Regions from separate parts of the Mus musculus genome. Here region 2 is linked to region 1. The links are chromatin contacts, called in public Micro-C maps. All regions are on one chromosome and are shown on one strand. The core of a region is the stretch at or near the end of the contact, and the rest is flanking DNA. Distances in the headings are between cores, read along the strand shown.

The links. Hi-C and Micro-C count contacts between places; a contact is called where the count stands out from the background.
Region 2: a contact with region 1 is called in a Micro-C map of muscle stem cells, with 2.2 times the contacts expected there. A contact is called at or near these places in 9 of 484 Hi-C or Micro-C datasets (adipose-derived mesenchymal stem cells, brain, cortical neurons and 3 more), 3 of 130 datasets of targeted methods (embryonic fibroblasts, neural progenitor cells and pancreatic cancer cells) and 2 of 9 other capture datasets (adipose tissue and pancreatic islet).

What each region holds. Positions count from the first base shown.
Region 1 is chr19:28,280,971-28,285,484 of GRCm38.p6, reverse strand. Glis3 (GLIS family zinc finger 3) reads left to right here. Exons shown (of 11, transcript NM_175459.6): 9 at 1,658-1,833. Among named protein-coding and RNA genes, the nearest start is that of Gm35866, 81 kb to the left of the region's middle.
Region 2 is chr19:28,387,496-28,391,545 of GRCm38.p6, reverse strand. All of the region lies in intron 4 of Glis3 (GLIS family zinc finger 3), which reads left to right. Among named protein-coding and RNA genes, the nearest start is that of Gm35866, 25 kb to the right of the region's middle.

The DNA of each region.
Region 1 (4,514 bases), core at 290-2,789:
GGAAGTGCCAGGATTTGTTTGCTGTGCTTTCTCTGTGGGCCACTCAGCATCGCCTTTCAGGATAATCCCAGTTCAGAGGATGTGCTTAGAAAAGTGCGTATTTAACCAGCACAGGACACGCAGCTGCTGCCCTCCGAAGTTCCATAGAATAAAAATCTAAGTGGCCAGTCGATAGCATCCAATCACATCAGGTTTGCTGAGATACTCTGACCTGTTGGCTTTGAGTCCCCATCTTCCTCTTAGTTCCCGTGCAGCTCCTTATACTTCACAAGTGAAATGCAAAGTGAACATGGCATTTTCTCCCATCCTCTCGTACTCCCTTAACATAAATGTTGAAGCTCTTCTTTATAAGATACATTGCTTCAGGGCCTTTAGAATTAACTTTGTAAATGTGTCCAATGCACCTTCCCCTTTTCTCAGCTGTGTCCTTACACGAGAGACCAGCCTTGTGGAGTCAGTTGTCCCTATAAAATAAGTTATGCCACCGTTGATAACCTAGTACAAAATGAAGCTTTCCTTCTGCACGGGATAAACAGGAACTAACTAAATGTGTTCATGTTGATGAACTTCAGAGAGGTTGCATACTTCATTGCTAGTATGCTTTTATGCAGAATTACTTTGCTGTTTATTCTCAAGGTATTGAAAGACCCTCCCTTCTTTCTCTACCGTGGGTATCACTGTCCCACGCTGAACCAACAAATTAAACATCCTGTTTGTTTCTGTATGGACATCCCCACCTGCAAGGCTGTTTGTTCTCTCAAGTCTACTGTCCTTCACCAGTGTTAGACAGTAAATGCCATTCTAAATCTCATGACTCAGAACCTGCTAGTCTTCCCTCACAACAAGAAAATGAATATACAGTTGCCCAGGGTTCCTTGGTGATTTCTCTTTGTTTAAATACCAGTATATCTCCTTTCAAAAACCAGTACTCTGAGGTTGCGGCTGGGGATAGCACTCAATAGTGGAGTGCTTGCCTAGTGTATGCAAGGCGTTGTGTTCAACAAAAAAAACCAAAGACCCAACAATCTTGGGATTGTTACACATTACTACAAAAATGCCACAGTGCATTCCCTCTACGCCATCAGGAATGCTCTTTGCCCAGCACAGAACCCAAGCCGACCTCTCAGGTTCTGTGTTTCAAGGCACATTTGACCTTTGGGGTTTGAGTTATTTTACTCTTGGCAAGACAGAATGTATTGTTTAAGGAGACTCTGGTTAGAGGGGGGTCATAATAAAGGACCCGTAACACTTCTTGGACCTCAGATGTGCCTTACAAAACAAAATGTTTATGAGCTAAGTGTAAATGAGTCAGAAACATATGAATCGAATTTCCCCTAAAATGTGAACGGGTTTTAAAATTAGCAGGAAAAGGGCCTGGCAAAAGATGTGCTTTGAATTTCATAAAACCCAGAGGATTTGAAATGCAGTTTAAGAAGCTTGACAAACCCAAACTGTGACTAAGGTTTGCTTTGTTGGTGTCTTTCCCCTCCTCACCCCACCCCCCATGTGTCAGAGAAGCACTCAGTGGTTGGACAGGAGAGGGGAGGGTTATGAAGGGTTTTGAAAGAGCATAGTGTCATAGTTGTATAGGGCCAGAACGGGGACTTAGAAGGCTTTGAAGAGTTGGTCATGCTGCCTGTTGTCATCGTTTTCCCAGGTTTGCACCTCCGACTCCATCTCCTCACCACATCAGCCCGGGAAGAGTTCCAGCTCCTCCGTCACTGCTCCAGAGAGCACAGGCTCCCCACTCCCAGCAGCCACCAGGCTCACTCCTGAAGCCCTACCAGCCAGAAACCAACTCTTCTTTTCAGCCAAATGGTATCCATGTCCACGGTAAGCAGGAGCTGGTGGTCCTTGGAGTTTAGAAAGGCAGTGTTTTGCTGTTGCCTTTAGCCAGGTGGCCTAAGGACCAGATGTGGGTCTCAGATGTTCTGTTTTAAATCAAACTTATGATGTAGACAGCATGAAATGCTTTAGTATTTTCCTCAGATGACCTGACCTATAGTTGCCAGCCCAAGGAAATCATTGGTGTTCCCAGTGTTGTGACACTTCAAGAGAAGTCTCTAGCAATAGCACCCTGCTCCTGAGTGATCAGGAGACTGTGCAGAAGGAAGCCCCGGGAACATCACTGTCCATGTTGGCTGGCTCCTTCCCATGAGCCAAGCCAAAGCCTTCCCTGGTTCCCCTGTGTGACACCTCCCTGGTCTCCCCCAAACTTCATGTGTCCCATCTATATATCCCATCTTGGTTTTATTTCTTTGCTAGAACTTTCTTTCATTCTCTCCATCTTGTAGCTCATTTGAGTAAAACATATCATCTTTACTAGTACAGTCTTGCTTCTGAGGCCAGAGTTGTCTGACCCGTCATCATATCTTTTAGGGAACTCGACACATTTCTTCATGTCTCAGAATGACTATGCATATTCATACAGAAAGGAAAGAACATGAGGAAAAGAGCGACCACAGTGGCTTACGTTCTGGGCCAGGCTTGTGTTCAGCAAGGACCATACTTGAGGACTGAGTCTGCCTCTGTCTCTTTTCACTAATCAAACTCCTTTTGCCAGTTCAAGCAGAAATCCTAGTGAACTTCCACAGAAAACTGCAATGCCAAGCCATAAAGACTCCAATCGCCCAATGTTTTTGTCTCCTGTTGTCAGAATTCTATGTTAGCAGAAACGATGCTGTACGTTGACTCCAGATGATTCCAGAAGTGTGTCATCTCCCTCCCCTCACTGGCACCTTATAGGTTATCACTTGGAATTAATGGATGGTGTCCCAAGACAGTGTTCATTCTGAGTGTGAAAACAGTCTCTAGATAGTATTCTCCAACAGTATTGTATTAAACTTGATCAAGAGGTTCAAAGCAGCAGGAAGGGGGCAAGAAAATGATAGTGCTCATCTGTAGCAAGGAAAGACATTGAAAAGTCAGGGTTGAGCCGGGTGTGGTGGCCCATGCCTTTAATCCCAGCACTCGGGAGACAGAGGCAGGTGGATTTCTGAGTTCGAGGCCAGCCTGGTGTACTGAGTGAGTTCCAGGACAGCCAAGGATATACAGAGAAACCGTGTTTCAACCCCTCCCCCAAAACAAAAAACAAAAAAAGAAAAGAAAAAGAAAGAAAAGTCGGGGTCACTGGCTCTGAGCCAAAGCTCCTTCCATCTCTCCCATCCCGTTTGTCCACTGTTTCCCAACAAAGCTTTAGACTTTTCAGTTCAGTGGTAATTTCTACCTTCCTCTTACAAACATCTTCTCGCACATCATTACATCAGGAAATGGTTTTTTAAGTGCCTGTTACAGGTGCACAGGGTACAGTCTATAAAAACAGAAAACGGAGTTCTCTTCCTGGGCAGTCTCTCTGATGAGGGCAGGCCCAAGGCTGTGTTCTGGGAAGCGACCAGCACCCGTCTGGGAGGGAGGTTTGGCAGCAGGGCCATGGCTCTGTCGAAGTCAGGGTAGTCAAGAGTAGGTCACCTCCATGAAACACTGTTTTAATGTCTGACTTTTAATGTGGCTGAAACCTGGGCATATTTCTCAGTCCGTGACATCCCGTAGTGGTACCAATCTCCTTCTGGTACCTTATAGACTAACAGAGCACTTCACAGTCGGCCATGTCATATGTCCAGTCAAATGTAGTATATCCTGCTTTGCTTACAGCTATGAAATTTTTTTTTTAAATTCTTTAAAACATTACAACTTAACCTATGTGTAACAAACTAACCAGAAAGAAGTGTAGCCAAAATGCTGAGTGTTTTTAATTGGGCTTCATTTGCCTCCCTGAGCCCTGTTCTGTAACAGAACTTTCTTTACAAGAGGGTTGTGAAGGAGGCCAGTGTGTATGGGAATCCTGTGGACTTTGAGCTCTGCGTGCACGTGCAGGGTTTTATGCCTGGGTTCACAGCTCCGATGTGGACTCTCTGGCCTTTCATCACTGTAACAAGAGGCTAAGAAGAGCACCAGGCACAGGTGCAGGCACAGGCGTGGGCCTTACTTCCTTGCTTCCTTCTCCTTCCCCTGAGGATCATGTTTGTAGCCCCAGGCTTAGCACAGTACTTGATGCAAAGTAGGCACTAAATAAGTATTTACTGGATAAGTGATTGACACCTTCTCATCCGGGAAATAAATAATAAACCAAGAGGACTCAGAGAGCATTCTCCATGTTACTTTGTCAAAATACCCTCTCTCTACATTTCTCCTTTGAAAGATAAATAATGAGTATGTTTTCAGCTTGAAAATGTTGGGCTTTAAAAAAAAAAAAGAAAGAAAACTTTTACTTTCTTAATTGTTAAAAACTTCTGTAGCCAGTGAGAGACAGATAGTATCAGCCGTAAACTAGGGTCGGGATATAGAGAAAATGAGAAACTATAACTTTCCCCAGGAAGATGGCCAAGTAGCTACTGCACTGAGATTTCAAAGAAACTGGCCATGTTTCAGCCTCCTGTGGAGGGTTAGGGACTCAATGAAGCCTATTCCTTCTCTGAGCAGGTTTCTGAGAGAAAGAAATATCCTTAAAAGTTTAA
Region 2 (4,050 bases), core at 1,061-3,560, 110 kb before region 1:
TCAGTCAAAAATCAGTCAGTGTTTTCCTAAAGACAGGAGAGTCTAAGGCGAGCCACCAAATTTTCTTCCCTCTGAGAAGGGGGAGTATCAGCTACATGCCATGGTGCCATAGTATGACCGTGGTGGGGACCATAAGCCCCTTTCTTCCCCATCCCTCCCTTTCAAACCTTGTTTATTCTACTTAGAGGACCAAGATTGTATAGCAAGGTGAATTTAGGCGGTTTATACCTTGGAACCTACTTTGAAACTCATAGTTAATTTTGGGTAATAATTTGTGTTGCCCTCATCTCTTCCCCCATTCCAGTGGCTAGCCTGTCATAAGACATTCACTTGGCAAATAGAAGCTTATAACAAACTGAAGCGTGCTGTCTGGCTTGAGGACTTTGTACTGTTGAGGTGACCTCTGTTTCTGCTCCCACAAATACCTTCACTGTTCCACACTGGGAGCAGGCTTCTGTCCCTCAGCACTGAGCGCCACTGGTCAGTGGAGACTATCCTGTGTACAAAGGATGTTTAGCAGCGTGCCTGCCTGGCACCAGCTGCTCAGAGGAAGTCCTTCTACCTCCAGTACACAGTCATGCTCAATCTAAAACGTCTCCAGTCTCTGATGAAGTCTCTTTAGGGGCAAAGTCACCTTGGTTTAGAGTTATAGTTAAAATATGGCAAACTGATACTCTTTCATTGCAGAATATTACAAGGGAATTACGTTGAATTACGTTGAATTCTTAGGCTGGAAACAAGTTCTCCCCAAATCATAGATTTGTTTGCCTAAATGAAATAGAATGGGAGTTTATTATAAATAAAACCAATCAACCAACCAAAATTGCCTTCTCACAATAGAAAGCCTGTAAGATTAAATTAACTTGGAATTTTTCTTTCTAGCATTAGAAAATTCTCCTTCTGAGTATTTAATACTAACTCTCAACAGTATTGGTAAAATAACAAGGGCCCCGTCCACTCTTCTGTGGTAACGCCTGAGTTAACCAGGAGGGTCTATGCCTAGTAGCAGTGGCTGTTCGATTATGCAGCCCTGTGAACCACCTGTAATAATTGTTTCCCAATTACCTTCATGCCAGCCTTTTGCATTTAGGTGGAGATGAAAACTGAAATAAAATTCCGACTTCCTGGTTCTGTGTGAATGCTGGGCATATTATTCATTTGCAATACAAAGCAGCTGTGTAATTCCAAATGAGATATTCTATCTGTGCTAGCTAGTGTTTACCATCAAGGCACCAAATTATCCCTGAATCTATTTGAAGTTCATTACCCAGCTTTCTCAACTGAGAGCACACTGTGAAAATGCACCCCCCCCCTTAGTTTTATTCAATTTCTAGGCAGTGGGGCTGAACTGCCTACATTTCCAGTCCTGACTTGATTCAGAATGTGACCCTTTGAGACTCCTAATGAGACTGGCCCAGGAGTCAGAAACAAGAGACTTGGGATATTTTTACTTTTACATTAAAATATTGAGTATTTTTGAGACAGGGTTTTGCTATGTAACCCTGGCTGGCCTAGAGCGAACTATGTAAATGATATGCTGGCCTTGAACTCACAGACATCCATCTGACTGTGCCTCCCAAGTGCTGGGACTAAAGGCATATGCCACCACACCCAGCCATATTATTTGGTTAATTAATACACAGGAAACAGTGTTCAAGTCCACTTTCTTTTTGGGAACAGCAACTTTCTAGATGGACCTAATAGCTGTCCTGGGCCTTTGGAGACCACAGTACAGCAAAAGTAGTCATTGACTATCAGGGTCAATGTTATTATGGTCCTGAGACTTTGACTTCCCAGAAACTGGTCCTGATTCCTGTCTTATCAGTTTTGATGAAGCCCCTAAAGTGCCATGCACCTGGTCAGTGTGAGGTGCAACGATCTCTCCTGGGTAGAGACATTGTTCAGTTTCAGACCTTGACTCCACACCTCTTTTTCTCTGGAAATGATAGCTGCCAGGCAAAGGAAGAACAATGCCAAGTCAGTCCCCTTTGAGCTTGTGCAGTACTAATGGGAACCGCAGGCATCCTCTTGTTCAGGGTGAGAATAAGGGTGAGAAAGAGATCGCTGTTTTCAACCTGAGTCTTCACTTTGTGCTGACAAATTAATCACCTGTTTGTGAACCTCTCTGAACAGTAAGGCTCACTGTCAGGTTTGCCAGATCACATGCACTTTTCATTGCATGACATCTTGATGACAAAGGAAATCTAGGGGTGAATGTGAACCTCGAGATGACTCAAGAGTTTGGCTTCCTTTCTGTGACTCAAGCATGGAGAAGTCACTGGTCCCGACTGGCACCCTGTGACACAGAGGAGAGGCAGCCAGGCCTGTGGATGGAGCCAAACACGTTTTCCAAGGGATGGTTTGCATCTAGGCTCTGTGGAGTCATGTTTAAGCTTGTTCATATTTAAATTTCATCCAGACACCCTACTCTGAACCGTAAATGCACCAAATATAATTGCTAATTCAGGTGTTCTTCCCCATAACTAAAGGTTGGATTTCTTTTAGGACTAATGATGAAATGTTTCAATTTCTTGATCTGTCCTGGTTACCACAGTGTGTCCAATTTGCAATAATTAACTGAGTTGCCCTCTATCATTTGTCTGATTTCCTAGGTTATAATACTAGTGTGAAAAGATTTATTTTCAAAGGAATAATGTCAAAATGGAAAATAATTGACAAAAGTTTGTAAAACAGAAAAAAAAAATAACAACTTAGTGACGAAAAGTAGAATCACGGAGTATTGTTGAGATTTCAGATGCCATTTGCATATTTTAATCAAAATCTTTGCAGTCTACATCTTTTGTCTATGATGGTTAAAGGTAGCCTGTCTCACAAATAACATTTTTCTTTGTATGTACAATAATTATTTGGTGCTATCAATCATGAAAACTCCTTTGTTGTTTTGCTGATAGTTTCTTGAGACAATACTGCTGGGTCCTCCTTATCAGCATGTGACTCTAACTGTGCACCATAGCTCACTGACCGTTCAGGTAATAAGTCAGGAGCCAATAAAAGCTAGGCTTCATCCTTAGCCTTACAAGAGTCATGGTGTCCAGGTCCTCCTTACTTTGCCAGCAGAGGTGCAGTTGAAAGCCAATCTCAAGACCATTTATGTTACCCAGATAGCCCAAGAATCCACTTCATGTTTTAGGACACACAAATTTATATTTATGATGAGGAGGCAGGGATAATGAAGATAATCTGAGTTAATGGAAAATAGAATTATAGTTTTAAAAGGAGTATTTGCTTACCACAATACACCGAGTGTTTTCCCCACCTCCTGCCCCTGTCCAGCTCTCAGTTAAACTCTCAAGTGTTAAGGCATCAGTGTGGTATCCCCACATTCTTTACGGTTGTAGACCCATGTAAGTGTACACACAGCCAAGACTTTGTCCTGTAGAAATTGTCATCAGACCACTCAGATTTCTCACCACAGTGTTCCTCTCCTTTGTAGAATAGTACAGACAGCTTTCTAGGTCAGGTCATGGAGCGCCAACACATTCTAAAAAAATTTTTTTGTAGTTTTAATTTTTTTGAGAGTTCCATACAAGAAGAGTACTGTATTTATATCATTTCTATCCTCTCTTTCCAACTTCCAACTCTTCTTGTTTTCACACCAGCATCCCTTGTTTATGACATATATATGGCTGTGTGTGTATAATTACATATATATGTGTATGTGTGTGTGTGTGTGTATATATATATATATATATACACACGTATGTATATATATGTATATACATACATATTATGACATATTAAGTTTATTTAGTCTTGCTCCTGTGTGTAAGTGTTCAAGGCTGACCACTTGGGGATTGGATAACTTACTCGGGGGTTCATCTGTGATGAAGACTGATTGTCACTCTCTTAGAAGCTATTGATTTAGGTAGCTCTTAGTAGCTCTTCCTTTAGGTGTGGAGCTTTGTGAAATTACCCACCTCCATGTTGGAATGTCATAGGGTTGAGATTTCATGGCTGCAACTCCCTGTCTTTCATGTGTGTGTTCGGGGGGTTGAGGGGGGGAGGACATTGTCTTACAGCAGACTTCCC